Linked DNA regions of Mus musculus: all the other regions are linked to region 1. Evidence: chromatin contacts called from public HiCAR-type and promoter capture Hi-C data. All regions are on one chromosome and are shown on one strand. Each heading gives the region's core, a stretch centred on a gene start, on an enhancer-like site or on the middle of the called end of the contact. The rest is flanking DNA. Distances are from core to core; before and after follow the strand shown.

Evidence for each region. Promoter capture Hi-C pulls out the DNA fragments that hold promoters and counts their contacts. HiCAR-type assays count read pairs that join an accessible place to other places.
Region 2: a contact with region 1 is called in a HiCAR-type map of astrocytes, with 4 times the contacts expected there. The contact joins the promoter of Malsu1 here to the promoter of Gsdme in region 1. A contact is called at or near these places in 1 of 39 promoter capture datasets (hippocampal neurons) and 2 of 115 datasets of contacts at active chromatin or transcription factors (astrocytes and pancreatic cancer cells).
Region 3: a contact with region 1 is called in a promoter capture Hi-C map of pre-B cells, with 2.7 times the contacts expected there. The contact joins the promoter of D030074P21Rik here to the promoter of Gsdme in region 1. A contact is called at or near these places in 3 of 39 promoter capture datasets (the 3T3-L1 cell line, cranial neural crest and pre-B cells) and 1 of 115 datasets of contacts at active chromatin or transcription factors (pancreatic cancer cells).

What each region holds. Positions count from the first base shown.
Region 1 is chr6:50,259,508-50,263,669 of GRCm38.p6, forward strand. It overlaps Gsdme (gasdermin E), which reads right to left and starts at 2,262. Exons shown (of 10, transcript NM_018769.4): 1 at 2,227-2,262.
Region 2 is chr6:49,071,774-49,075,935 of GRCm38.p6, forward strand. Malsu1 (mitochondrial assembly of ribosomal large subunit 1) reads left to right here and starts at 2,022. Exons shown (of 4, transcript NM_029353.1): 1 at 2,022-2,330; 2 at 3,313-3,491. The coding sequence starts at 2,093. It also overlaps the pseudogene Gm19253.
Region 3 is chr6:49,210,896-49,215,057 of GRCm38.p6, forward strand. D030074P21Rik (a long non-coding RNA gene) reads right to left here and starts at 2,365. Exons shown (of 2, transcript XR_869057.2): 1 at 1-2,365. It overlaps Igf2bp3 (insulin-like growth factor 2 mRNA binding protein 3), which reads right to left and starts at 4,059. Exons shown (of 15, transcript NM_023670.3): 1 at 3,402-4,059; 2 at 2,372-2,432. The coding sequence starts at 3,576.

The sequences.
Region 1 (4,162 bases), core at 1,012-3,511:
AACGCCAAACACACCACATAAAGAGCAGGGCCAACACATGCTGGGTTCCTGCTCTCTGCCAGGTGATGGGCAGGATGCTTTATGTATTTCCTCATTTATTCTCCAGAACAACTCCCTGAAGCAAACATTTTCATCATACTGCAGATGTGAAAACTGAAGTTGAAACACATTAAGTAATTTTCCCAAGACCTTGAGAAACAGACACATCAGAGGCCAGCCTGGTGTTGCTTCGAGCTGAACTCGAATTCCCCTACTGAACATGAACAGGGACACAGGACATCCACATGAAGTAAGGGCCCTGTGGTCACAAACCACGGCAAAAAACAAGACCACTCTGTCACCGTGATCAACCAGAAATCAAGCACTAATGCTCTCCAAGCCATGAAGGGGCCAATACCACCATCCTCCCAGTTTATCTAGTGACTGACTGCTGCTTGGCCAACCCCAGCCACAGCCTAACTCTGCCAGGCTTTCCGAGTAGCAATGAATTGTGAAGAGTTGCAATCAGAATTTTTCCCCACTTAAAGTCAGCCTCTAGTCTAGAGCAAAGAACTCCCTCTGAAATCACAGACAAACTACATCCCTCTTGCTGCAAGGAGCAAGAAAACCCAGCAGGTCCAGATCCCAGTAGCTTTGACTTGGGGACCTTGAATGTCCACCAACAGAATTCATACTGAGCCAAAAAGACCACCTTGACTCCAGAGCAGGTGCTTCGGACCACCCTGCTCTGCTGACCCCTAGTTAATGTTTTCTTTTTTAATTTAGATGCATTTGATTCATTTGGTAATGACAGTGTGTCAGGACAGGCCAATTTCAGTTATGGTAGAGACAAAGCCATTGCCTTGGAAAATGTATCTTTCCACCAATAGTGTGTGAAAGGAACAAAGGGTGGTCAGAGGATAGGCCTGAGCCTGGCAGGGCAGACCGAAGCAGGCAGCCAAGGCTTTGAGGAGGAGCAGAGGAGAGTGGGACAGAGGTTACGATCAGAGGGAGACAGATATGGTGGCACAGCTTGTAATCTGGGTACTCAGGGCTAGAGAGGTTGAGGCAGGAGAATTACAAATCCAAGACCAGGCTGGCCCTCACAGACAGATAATATCTTTAAAAAAATGTTTTAATTAATTTTCAAAGGTAAACACAGTTATGGGGATTGGCAGAGCTTTCCTGTAATCCTACCACTTGGCCATGGGAGAAGCCCCAGGATCAGAGTGTTCAAGGGCAGACCAGGCTCCCAGGACTGGATCTCAAAAAGAAACGAGAAGATTCCTATGTATAAAGAGGAGACCTCTCCAAGGACTCCAGAGTTCAAAAAGAACAAGAACACCCTGTGGCCAATATACAGCTTCCTCAGGAGGCAGGCCATCCTGGAGTCCAGGGATGTGGGCAGGCAGTCTAGGTTGCTGCTCTCTCTGATCAGGGGTCCAGCCTTTCTTACAAGAAGCACTCCTAGGTGATGCATGTTGAAGAGAATTCATTGTTATTGCATATCTAGATTCTGTTCCTCCAACAGCTCAGATCTTTTCCTTCCACTCCCAACTCTGCCTACGGGTTGACTGTCACCTGGGCCCAGCTGTCCTGGAGCATCCTCCCTGACTCCTCTCTCCAAGTCCCATTCAGACTCCCAGTGAGTGGCTGGCTGTTTTGTTCAGGCTTCAGCAAAGCCTGGAAGCTGCCTGGTGTCTTTCCCTGAGGGGTGCAAGTGGGAAGAACCCCTCCCCAAACGGCCACTCCAGGCAAAAGGCCTCACAGTGAAGAGGTTCAGTCAGTTACCCCAGGTCAGGCAGGACCCATGCCAGCCTGTGATCTTCCTGCACATGCACTCATGCACACACTGGATCCTTCTGACACCGACACAGGAGAGAGATTAGAAGACAAAGGATGGATGCATGGGATATGGTGAAGGCATGGTGAGATGGGGTGCCAGAGAACACCAGCTGCACTTGCCACATCCCAGGACCACAGGAGTGGTGGTGATCATGGTGGAAGGGGCAAGGATGGAATGGAGACAGGGCGAGAATGAGACTATGGGTAAGAAGGAGCAGCTGCTCCTACTGGAAGGTGGGGAGAAAAAAGGAGATCACTACCCCAATCGCCCGCCTCTGGGAGATGTAAGGGGATCTTCCGGGGCAAAGGGGAGCCGACAATTTGCCCCAGGCCAGGACACAATGCGGGCGGAGGGAAGAGGAGCCCAAGCGGAACCCGCAGCTCGCGCCCGCCGCCACTTACCCGCGCGCCGCCTCTCCGTCCTGCACGCTCCGTTCTTTCACGCGCACGCGCGCGTTCCCGGACACCCACAGAGAAGAGGAGGGAGGGCCTGGACCTTTGCTCCGTCCTGCCCCTGGATGCCTCAGCCGGTCCACAAGCTAAGGGATGGCGCCGGGGGCGGGGCTGAACCCGGGAGCTGGGGGACCTGGCAGCAGAGTTAAAGGCGCTAGCTGGTCTAGGAGATCCAGGCAGCACCAGAGACTACTTCTAACCAGACACTGCCTGTCTTCCTTCCGGAACTGCCAACCGTCCGGGTCAGTCTCTGGCTCTCCATCTGCTCCACAGGAGGAAGATGGGGACGAGACTGTGGCCTACTGGCTACAGTTCCCTCATCCCACCCACCTCCCCTTCTCTATGCCCCTGGTTCTCCAGAGCCTGTCCAGGCACTAAGAGGGTGTGAGCTGTCAGCGTGGCTTTGCAGTGTCCAGGAAACTCCCACCTTGGCCTTGGCAACCCTTGCACTTGTTTGGGGCTTGGAGCTTGGTGTTGAGTAGCTTAATCAGAGAGGTAAGCTCTCTGAAGGCAGAATCAAGCCTACAGGCGCTTGGTAAACTGAGGGAGAGGATTGAAGCAGAACGTTGCACCCTCTGAGTCAATTTTTATAGGATGTTCTTTCCCGTGCAATAAATAGAAAAAGAGAATTCTCCTTCTGCACCCCCACCTCCAAGCCCCGGATTTACACACTCAGAGAGTAGCCGCACTTTGTGGCTGCCCCAGTGGGGAGGAGCCTGGGAGGCTGCTAAAAGGGTGGAGTCTCTTTTGGTCCCCTCACGTCAAACCTCTCCTAACTATCCACACTACTACCCTCTGTAGCTCCTTCCATACTCTATGATTCTCCTGTGCTCCAACAGCCACCACTCTACTATATGTAGAATACAAACGTCTTCCCTAAATCTTCATGTCTCAGAGGACAGTAACTTTTGTCTGCTTTATTGACAGTGTCCGGCTCCAAACTTGAAACTTACTGCATAGTAGATACTCAGTAAATTATGCTTGGATTAAATGAGATGGCCAGCATAGCATGCAAAGGTGCCTGGCGCCAAGTCTGACCATCTGATTGGGTCCCAGAGCCCACACAGTGGAAGAACTGATTCATACAGGGTACCCTTCAGTTATCCCCTGACACACACATGTATATAATAAAAAAAAAATCTTTTAGAGAAATGAACTGTCGCGTTTGTTCCTCAGACGGGGCAGATGGAGATTGTGGGGTGGACTTCATAAGTTATCCCGGTTCAAGCTTTCTTTTCTAGCAACTTAAGCCATGTAAGGGGATGAAGATTTTTGGTGTCCATCGCCTTTTGACCTGGCCGGTTAGCTTAAGGTCATCCTCAAAGCTGGTCCAGGCAATGCTTATACTGAAGGCCCCAGTTCTGTTCAGCTAGCTCCTCACTTGTAACTGATGTGCACAAGGAAGGCATAGGAGGTGGGTATTGGATGAGGGAGTAAATAGAAATTGCTAGAGCTGTTCGTCTGGTCCCCTGCTTTGCCCGTGTGAGTGAGTGAGGTCAAGATGCATCCAAATCTGTAGAATCTCATCCTGAGATCAGCAGGAGTTTCCTGTTTTCTCCTTGCCCAGGGCCTGTATGTTCCAGTGCTACACGTCGGGCTTACAACCCCCACCTCCACTACCCTTGAGGTAGCCTGGTGGTCAAATTACAGGTTTAACTTCCTCTCTCCCTATAAAGACATGACCAGCAAGCTCCTGGAATTCCTCTTCATGCAAATGAGGCATTCCTAGTACCTCAGTCCCAGCCAATGATATGCACCCATCTCGAAAGCCCCTACCCACTCCCCAACGTTCCTACAGCCCTTGTTACCCCCAATAAAGGAGCACTGTTCTGCTGAAAACCATCTCTGGATAAACCTACCCAACCAGCTGCCTGGATACCCCCAG
Region 2 (4,162 bases), core at 772-3,271, 1.2 Mb before region 1:
TCTGTCATTTCGCAGCATTCTAAAGGAAGTACGTCCCCCGATTTACTAATGCACCAGGGGCCACCAGACACTGCAAAAATTACAAAATCATTACCTCAGAAATACAGAAGGAAACCTATATTTCAAAAGGAAATGGAGTTTATCCAGCGTGGGGGTCCAGAGTGATCGTCGTGGCTGCTGCTTATCACCAGACAGAAGGATTCGCTTTGCAATAAAGGACTTCCACAATGTCAAATGAAAAGTTATATATTAAACAACCTTAATAAATATTCTGTAAGCAGAATGAAGTATAGAAACTCCAGGTGGTCACTTGTATCTCCTGCATTATGTATCTTGGTCAACTGCCCCACTAGCTGACCTGTACACTTATTAAAGTCTACATTTTTAAATGCAAAAAAAAAAAAAAAAAAAAGCCAAACTACCCTGGTGCCCTATATCTGGCCCTTACAAAAGTATAAAAAGTGTGTTCTTTCTTTGTTCTGGATCTCTCCTCCAGCCTGTGTGCTGAGAGGGGGTTCCCCAACATGTTGGATAAGTAAATCCCACATGTGTTTTGCAACGATGGTGGTCTCTGTGCTCTTTGTGGGTGAGGGTCTTTTAGCAAGCTATAACACCTCCTTCATGTCCTTTCTCTGTATAGCCCACTGAGTTTAATTAGTGCTATCTTTATGCGCATAGGTGTTCATGGTTTTTTGTTTTGACCGGAGTTACAGTGCTAGGCATGGATTCCCTCCTGTGAGGCAGGGCTCAGATCTAATCAGAAGGTGGTTGGCTGGCTAACCCCATAACTCATGCACTATTGACTCAGTGGGCGCATCTGGCCTGGCATTGGAATTATCACTCAGGGTAAGTCCACTGATGGCTTTTCTCCCCCAGTGACCTGCATGCCACCTCCTGACTCCATGAAAGCTGGGCAGCAGGTAAGAAGGTTTTAGATTAGTTTCAGCTTGAAAACAAGGAGTGTTGTCTTCACCAATATGTATGGTCTTACCATCTAGTTGTGGGAGACAACCAAAATAGCCTCACTTGTTTTTAGGTGGGCCCATAGCTGCCCTGACCAATAATGTAGGGATGATAGTATCCCAAACCCAGCACTGAGATTTTCATTTAATGACCCATATCTTTCATTTGAAAGCAATCAACCATACCTGATGCCGCCATTCAAACTTTTTTCTTCTTTTTTGTATGATTCATTTTTGTTTTGTGTTTTTAATTTTATGTGTTCAGGTGTTTTGCCTACTTATATGTCTGTACAATATGTTTGTGCACTTCATCTGAAGAGGGCATTTAATACCATTGAAATTAAATTCAGTCTGTACTTTTGACTGCTCAGCCATCTTTCTAGTTCTTGAATTTAGGGTTTTTTGTTTGTTTGCTTTTTTGTTTTTTGGACAGTGGGAAATGGCTAAAAATACTTAATTCCTATCTGACAGGGTTAATTTCTGCATATTTGGGGGAGAGGAAAAACAGAAAGGAGAGAGCTAGAGAGGGTTTGAAGGGGCTGGAGAAAGTGGGAGGGAAGGAGAAAAGGAAAGGAGAAAGAAGAAGAGGAAAGAGAGAGAGAGAGGTAGGAACCCTTTAATTCCTTTTAAGATGTATTTATTTATGTATGCCTACAAGACAGAAGAGGGCATCAGATCCTATTATAGGTGGTTGTGAGCCACCATGTGGTTGCTGGGAATCAATTCTCAGGACCTCTGAAAGAGCAGATAGTGCTCTTAACCATAGAGCCATCTTCTCCAGCCCCATAAAGATTATCTGGGCTCACTTTTTTTTTTCCTTTTCCTTCCTTTCCTTTCTTTTTTTTAAAAAAGAGAGACAAGGTTTGTCTGTGTATCCCTGGGTGTCCTGGAACTCACTTTGTAGAATAGGCTGGCCTTGAATTCAGAGATCTGCCTCGGCCTACCAAGTGCGGAAAGTAAAAGCGTAAGCCACCACCATCCACACGGTCCTCCTCATTCCTTAAACTACTCCCCAGGCAATCCGTCTAAATCACCGTTTCCGGTTACAGACCCGCCCACTTCGTGACGTAGAATCCCGGAGCCGCCCGGAAGCTCCACCACCTCCCCCCAGAGAAGTCGCGGCGAGAGCTATGGGTCCGGGCTGGTCGCCCGCGCGGCGTTTATGGCCGCTGCTGTGGCGCAGGGCGGTCTTCCAGAGAGCCGGCCCCGCAATGGCTTCGGTTCCCTGGCTTCCGCGGCTGGCAGAGCGATGGCTTCCCGCGAGGCCCGCGACCTGCCTGACCCCGAGCCTAACGCGCGGCCTGCACCATGGGCCTCAGCCCGAGGAGCGGACCGCTGGCGACGCTCGCCTGCAGCCCGGACCCGCAGGTACGCGGGCAGGACACCTGGTGGCCCGGCCTGACCCAGGCGGCCCTGGGCTTTCCTGTGCGCTTCGGGGGCAAGAGAAATAGCCATTCGCGCAGACGCAGAGCTGGAAGGGATTTGGGAGGTGGTCGGCACCAACTTTGCTTTGCGTACCCGAGAGTCCTAGAGGGAGGCTAAGGTAGCGTGTTGTCGTCAAAATTCCAGTCATAGAGCGGGCAACATCCGGCTCTTGGCTTCACAGCCCAGGATCCACCCCGTCTCACGATCTGCCCAGGGTCGTAGCAGGTGGACTGGTTGGTCTTAGTAGCACTAGTCCTAGCAGCCTCGTTTCTTCATATCTGTTGAAGGCTGTGGACCAGGTATTGTCTTGAGAACCCGCCTACCATACAGTATAGTTAAGTAACCTTTTTAATCTGCGATTCGATTTAACGTGTGCCCTAGGATATTGTCCTCTCCCTCAAATCATGCCGCTGGTTGTTGTGTAGCATCTCTGCATTTGTGGAGTGTTGTTCCTTTCAGTACTAGTAAATAGAAAGACATTTGCTTCTGCTTCCGTTTGGTAATCGCAGTATCCAGTGTCCGTAATCTGAACCTTCTACCTAGGAAAGCTGAGCAGTGCTTTAGGGAACTGTTGTCCGGGTTCAGTTTTAAGCTGGTTTTTGGTTGGTTGGTTTAGTTTGTCTTGAATGGAGATGGTATTAGGGGTTGGACCCAGGGCCACGTACATGCCACCACTGAAGCACACCTTCAGTCTTTTAGTTTAAAAATAAAAAATCTTTAGACCTTGTCTTTCTGAGTTGCTCAGCCTAACATTGAACCTGGGATCCTCCTGCCTAGTGTTCACCAAAGCATTTTAGATATAAATACACTTGTAGGGGGAGCAGTTCCACTGTCTCCAGGAGACTTCGTGTCAGTCTGCTTCTGTAGACAAATGTAGGTCTGTATTCTCCTCAGCCATCTGACACAAGCGTTTCTGCATTTTCAGATCACATTGGTGCCAAGTTTGACATCGATATGCTGGTTTCACTTCTGAGGCAAGAAAATGCAAGAGACATTTGTGTGATCCAGGTTCCTCCAGAAATGAGATACACAGACTACTTTGTGATTGGGAGTGGGACTTCCACCCGACACTTACACGCTATGGTCCACTACCTTGTGAAGATGGTAGGATGCTCTCCTTTGTTGTGAACCTTTACCTAGAGAGTGACACACAGAGGCTGCAGAGGAAGCCCACTTTCTAGAATTCCCAAGAGTGATTTTTATGGTTTCTCAGAGTAAAATATTTGGGAGCAAATACTTAGCTCTGTCGAGCCCAGATAATTTCTAATTCGTGTCTTTTGTGACAAGGAAAATTAATAACATGAAACAAGCCAGAAGACACTAGGAGTCTGTTCTAGAGTAGCACCTATGTGATAGCCTCTAGCTAGTGAAAGGCTTTAAAAATTATTTAAAAGATTTGGAGGTTTATTTTTATTTTTTATTTCATGTGTATGTCTAGTGTCCACAAAAGTCAGAGGAAAGCATGTCGTCTTCCTAGAAATGGAGTTCAAGGGCGCTGTGAGCTGCCGTGTAGTTGTTGGGAATTGAGCCCATGCTATTAACCTCTGAGTCAACTCTCAAGCCCTTAAAATCATTTTGAATTAGGTGGGTGTGGTGGGACATCTTTAATCCCAGCTTCTTGGGTGGTATAGGCAGGCAGATTTCTGAGTTTGAGGTCATCCTGGTCTACAGAGTGAGTCCAGGCCAGCCAGGGCTACACAGAAAAACCCTGTCTCCAAAAACAAACAAACAAACAAACAATTTTAAATGATATGAATGTGTATGTTTCTGTGTGA
Region 3 (4,162 bases), core at 1,115-3,614, 1.0 Mb before region 1:
CAAAATAATCCACACCTTGCCATAGGTGGGTGAGTGCGCACATAGGGGCCAGGTCACTTCCTGGCTCTTCCAGAGCCTGTGAAATGATGGAAGGGTCCAGATAAGAAGAACTGCACAGCTTCAAGGGTCAGTGAAAACTAAACTATAATGGAGATGAACACTAAAGTTTCCAGAGAGACACAGAAGTCTTTATGCAAAACACTTCAGTAAAGGATTTCTAGCACTCAACTGCTCCCAAGTCAGAAAAACAGAAAGGTACTCCGTCAGCTCACTTCACTCTACCTGTAAGGCCTACGTCACTGGCTAGTAAGACCACATTTAAAACCCTACGCATTCTGGTAGTGGGGTGGGGGGCCAGGGCAGGAAAAGCTTCTGTTGTTATTAATAAACTGAAGAAGCAAGCGTCCAGTAAACATTTGCCCCCACTTGTTACTATCTCCTAGTCTTCCAAAAGAGGAACCCTGCAATTCAAACAGTAACAAGTAACTGTTTCCAGCATAAGCAAAGCTTTAGGAGGAAGACTAGCAGTTGTTACCCAAGTTCCTAAATTAATTCTCCACACATGGGAAGACATTAACTTCAAAAATAAAAAACAGAGGATACAGCAAACTGAGGTCAACCCATTAGCTGGAGCTGAAAAACTCACTTAATGTTTTTAAATTTAAAAAGACATTTAATGTTTTAAATTCACAACAGTCCCTTTGTTAATTATAATCATTTGCCCTGCCCAAGGATTCTGGAGTGGAAGGCCTCTGGCATGCTAGGCAATCATTCTACTAATAGGGTACAACACCAGCTCTTCGTTTTGTTGTATTGCTTACTTTTAATTCTACAGTGGATTTAAAAACCAAGAGCTAAGGGTGTGCCTCAAGTGGTAGAGTGCTCGCCTGCATAAACCAACCCCTTGAAAGATTGGGGGGGAGAGGGGAGTGACGGGAAGGGGGCCGGAGGGACAAGCACTAAGACACACTGGATAAACATGAAACCAACTAGCATGTGTGCAATAAGGTTCGTTTTTCCAAAATGGCTGATTCACAGGCTAGGTCTCTAAACTTCTTAAGGGCAAATGAGTTGTGCCTCAATTGTTTAAATTCCTATGAAACCAAGATCAGTTTGATACTTTTTATCCACATCTACTTTAGAAGAGTAAACAAAAATAATAAAAGACTACATTCTACTATATGAAATAACTTGACCCTTATCAAAATAGACCTAAATCTGGTTACACAAATATCTTTCCAATTATCTTAGGCGAAATTAAACAAGGACTTAAAAAGGAACCTACAAGTATCCACACTAGTTTATTTCTAAAACGAGGAGTGTGAAGTGATTCATGTGGAAGAGAGCTTCATTCAAAACAGTCACACAGCATTCTTGCCCTCTGTCTCTGCAGGGCAAATCCCTCTGTCCCCCAGAGCACACTCTCAGAAACACTTAACCAGATACACACAGCCCTGGTTTGAATTAACTTCAGGCTTATTGTTTGCTCCAGGTTAGGAATGGGGGAAGACTGAAAAGCCAGCCAGAAACCCTAACCCCACCTTGCAAAACCCAGCAGGCTAACCTCAGTCTTTCCAGTTAAGAGTTACAGAGTCGGGGGGGGGGGGGGGGGGGGGGAGGGCAGGGAGGGAGGGGAAGGGGGGCGCTTCTCCAAAAAGCTTCAGTAGCTAAAATAGCCTGCAAATATTTTGTAAAGTGACAGCTACAGATGCTCTCATAGAAGAGAAATCTCAGTGAAGTTGCAGATTCCCCCAGCCTTCACCGTCTCTTGGTGATTATTTGTAAGCAAAATACACCAAGGGACAGGAGGAGCTGGAACAAAGGCACTGTTAGGAAAAAAAAAAACAACAACAACAAAAAAAAAAAAACAACTTTGGAGTGTTTGAAAGGCCCCAGGACCCCAGCATTCACTGTGTTCCAATGGCCGCTGGCTGGCCAGTGAACCAGGGCAAAAGCAACTGTGTTCCTCCTCCTGTATTAGAAGCGCCCACCACGGCGGACCAGCTTCTCCACATCTGTCCTGGACCTGTCTTCTAAATCCCGTAGGTTCCCAAAGACTATTGGCTTTTGAAACTCGGGCTGCCAGTTGAGACCTAAACCTGCTCTGCCAAGAACATGTAGCTGTGAGAGCTTCCTTGACAGGCTTTTAAAACAGCAACAATAACCCAGAAGCAGGGGCCGCAGGCAAGCCCCCATTTACGTCCCAGAATTATCAACGCGCGCGCACACACACCTGCCATAAACTTAAAGGCAAGCAGAAAAAGAGCTAGCTGAACCGTGGCCCCAGCGTGTAAGCCAAAGGGTCCGAGTTTGCATCTGTGTTCTGTGCTTCCTCCCTAAAAAGCGGCCAGAAAAGGGTAAATCCGCTCACCTCTGCCGTTTAGGGACCGAGTGCTCAACTTCCATCGGTTTCCCATGTAGTTCCATTTTACCTGTGAACACACAAGAGGCAAGACGACGGGCTAAATTCAGCAGCTTTCCCCACCTTGAAATCTACAGTCTTTAAGAGAAAACACACCCTGCTTCAGTGACCTCAGCAGGGCCCCAAGATTCCCACCCGACTCAAGGACAAGGGAGGAGCAGGGCAAGGAGAGGGTGCAGAGCTGACCCTTCGGGTGGGTGTGGCTTTTTAACTTGCAGAAAGCTGGGGAGGGAGAGCAAGAGTCAGGCTCACCACTTGGGTTGCAATTTTCGCCTCCTGACCCCCTCCAAGGGCCACCCCGCACCCCAAGGTCTGCAAGAGACACACCCCCAACAAACAGCCTGCCATGGGGGCGCGCGGCCTTCTTTCTGGTCCACATCCAGGTTGGCCTGGAGCACTGGGCGATGGGATTAAAGAGCCAGGGTGCCAGGAGGAGATTGGGCGGCCGGGGTGCTGGTCCACGCGCGCTGACCCATCAAGGCGCCGGCCTCGAGTCCAGCTGGGGACGGTGGAAACCGAAAGGCACGGACAGCTGCTCTCCCCTCGGGCATCCAGGCAGAGCGCACTCAGACACCCGGGCCGCGGCTGCGCGCACGGGCCGGGACTGCGGCGCCGCGCGTGGCAGGGCTGCCGTTCTGGCAACAGCCGGCCGCCGCCGCCCACCTGCCCCTTTCGCTCTAACGACCCCGCGAGGTGGACGCGGCGGCGTGGAGCGGGACCGCCTGGACGCGGCCTCCCCCCGGGCGTAGGCTCAGGCCACTTTCTGTTCTCTACGGCTGGGGGACAGCGACCAGACAGAGGGCCCGGCGGGCGTCCACGCTGGGCCCCAAGGCCCGCCTGGCCCGGCCTGCAGCACGCGCCGCGCCGCGCCCCGCGACTGACAGCGCGTCCCCCTCCCCACCCCCACCCGCCCCGCAAGCGGGGTCCCGGATGGCAGCTGCGGAGACGGGGAGGCCCCGACCACGCGCGCGGGCCCCACCTGAAAGCGCCTCGATGGCCTTGAGGGCCCAGCCCTCGTCCGGGCAGTCCACGAACGCGTAGCCCGTCTTCACCAGGAAGGGGCCCGCCACCGGGATCTTAGCGTCCTTGAAGACACTTTCCAGGTCCGCGGGGCCGGCGTGGTCGCTGAGGTTCCCGATGTACAATTTGTTCATTGTGAAAAGGGGTCGTTTTAAAACCCGAGGAAAATGCTAAATTAAAAAAAGCACCCACGGCGGAGGATGGAGCCGGTGGATTTTGTTCCTCTCCTCTTGGCTTTCAAACCCACACAGTGACCCAAGCACGGGAGCGGCGGGCGAAAACCAGATCCCAGGGTCCTTTTTCCTCTTCTGGGTATTAAAAAAAAGAGAGAAAGAAAAAGCCTAGCGACGAGCCCAGCGTCGAGTCTTCCTAACTCTGGGGAGGAGGCGGGATTAGCGAGAGAAAGGAGGAGGCGCGGGGGGAAACTACTTTTTGTCTCTTCCTCCCCAACCCCTTTGGCAGCGGCCAGCGGGCTGTGAAAATATCACACTACGTGGGGCAGGCGCCGCCTCCCCGTAAAAAAAAAAAACCCCGAGGGGTGACTGGCAGCGGCGAGGGGAGCGGGGCGGGGGCAGCCGCTCCGAGTGTCCGGCTTTTTGAATGAGCCACGTGTTCAAACTACAAATCAACGTCTCACGTGAGGAATCCCAGCGCCTCAATTAGAGTGGGTTTCGGAGGAAAGAGAAAAAAAAAAAAAAAAAAAAAAAGCGAGAGGGGGAG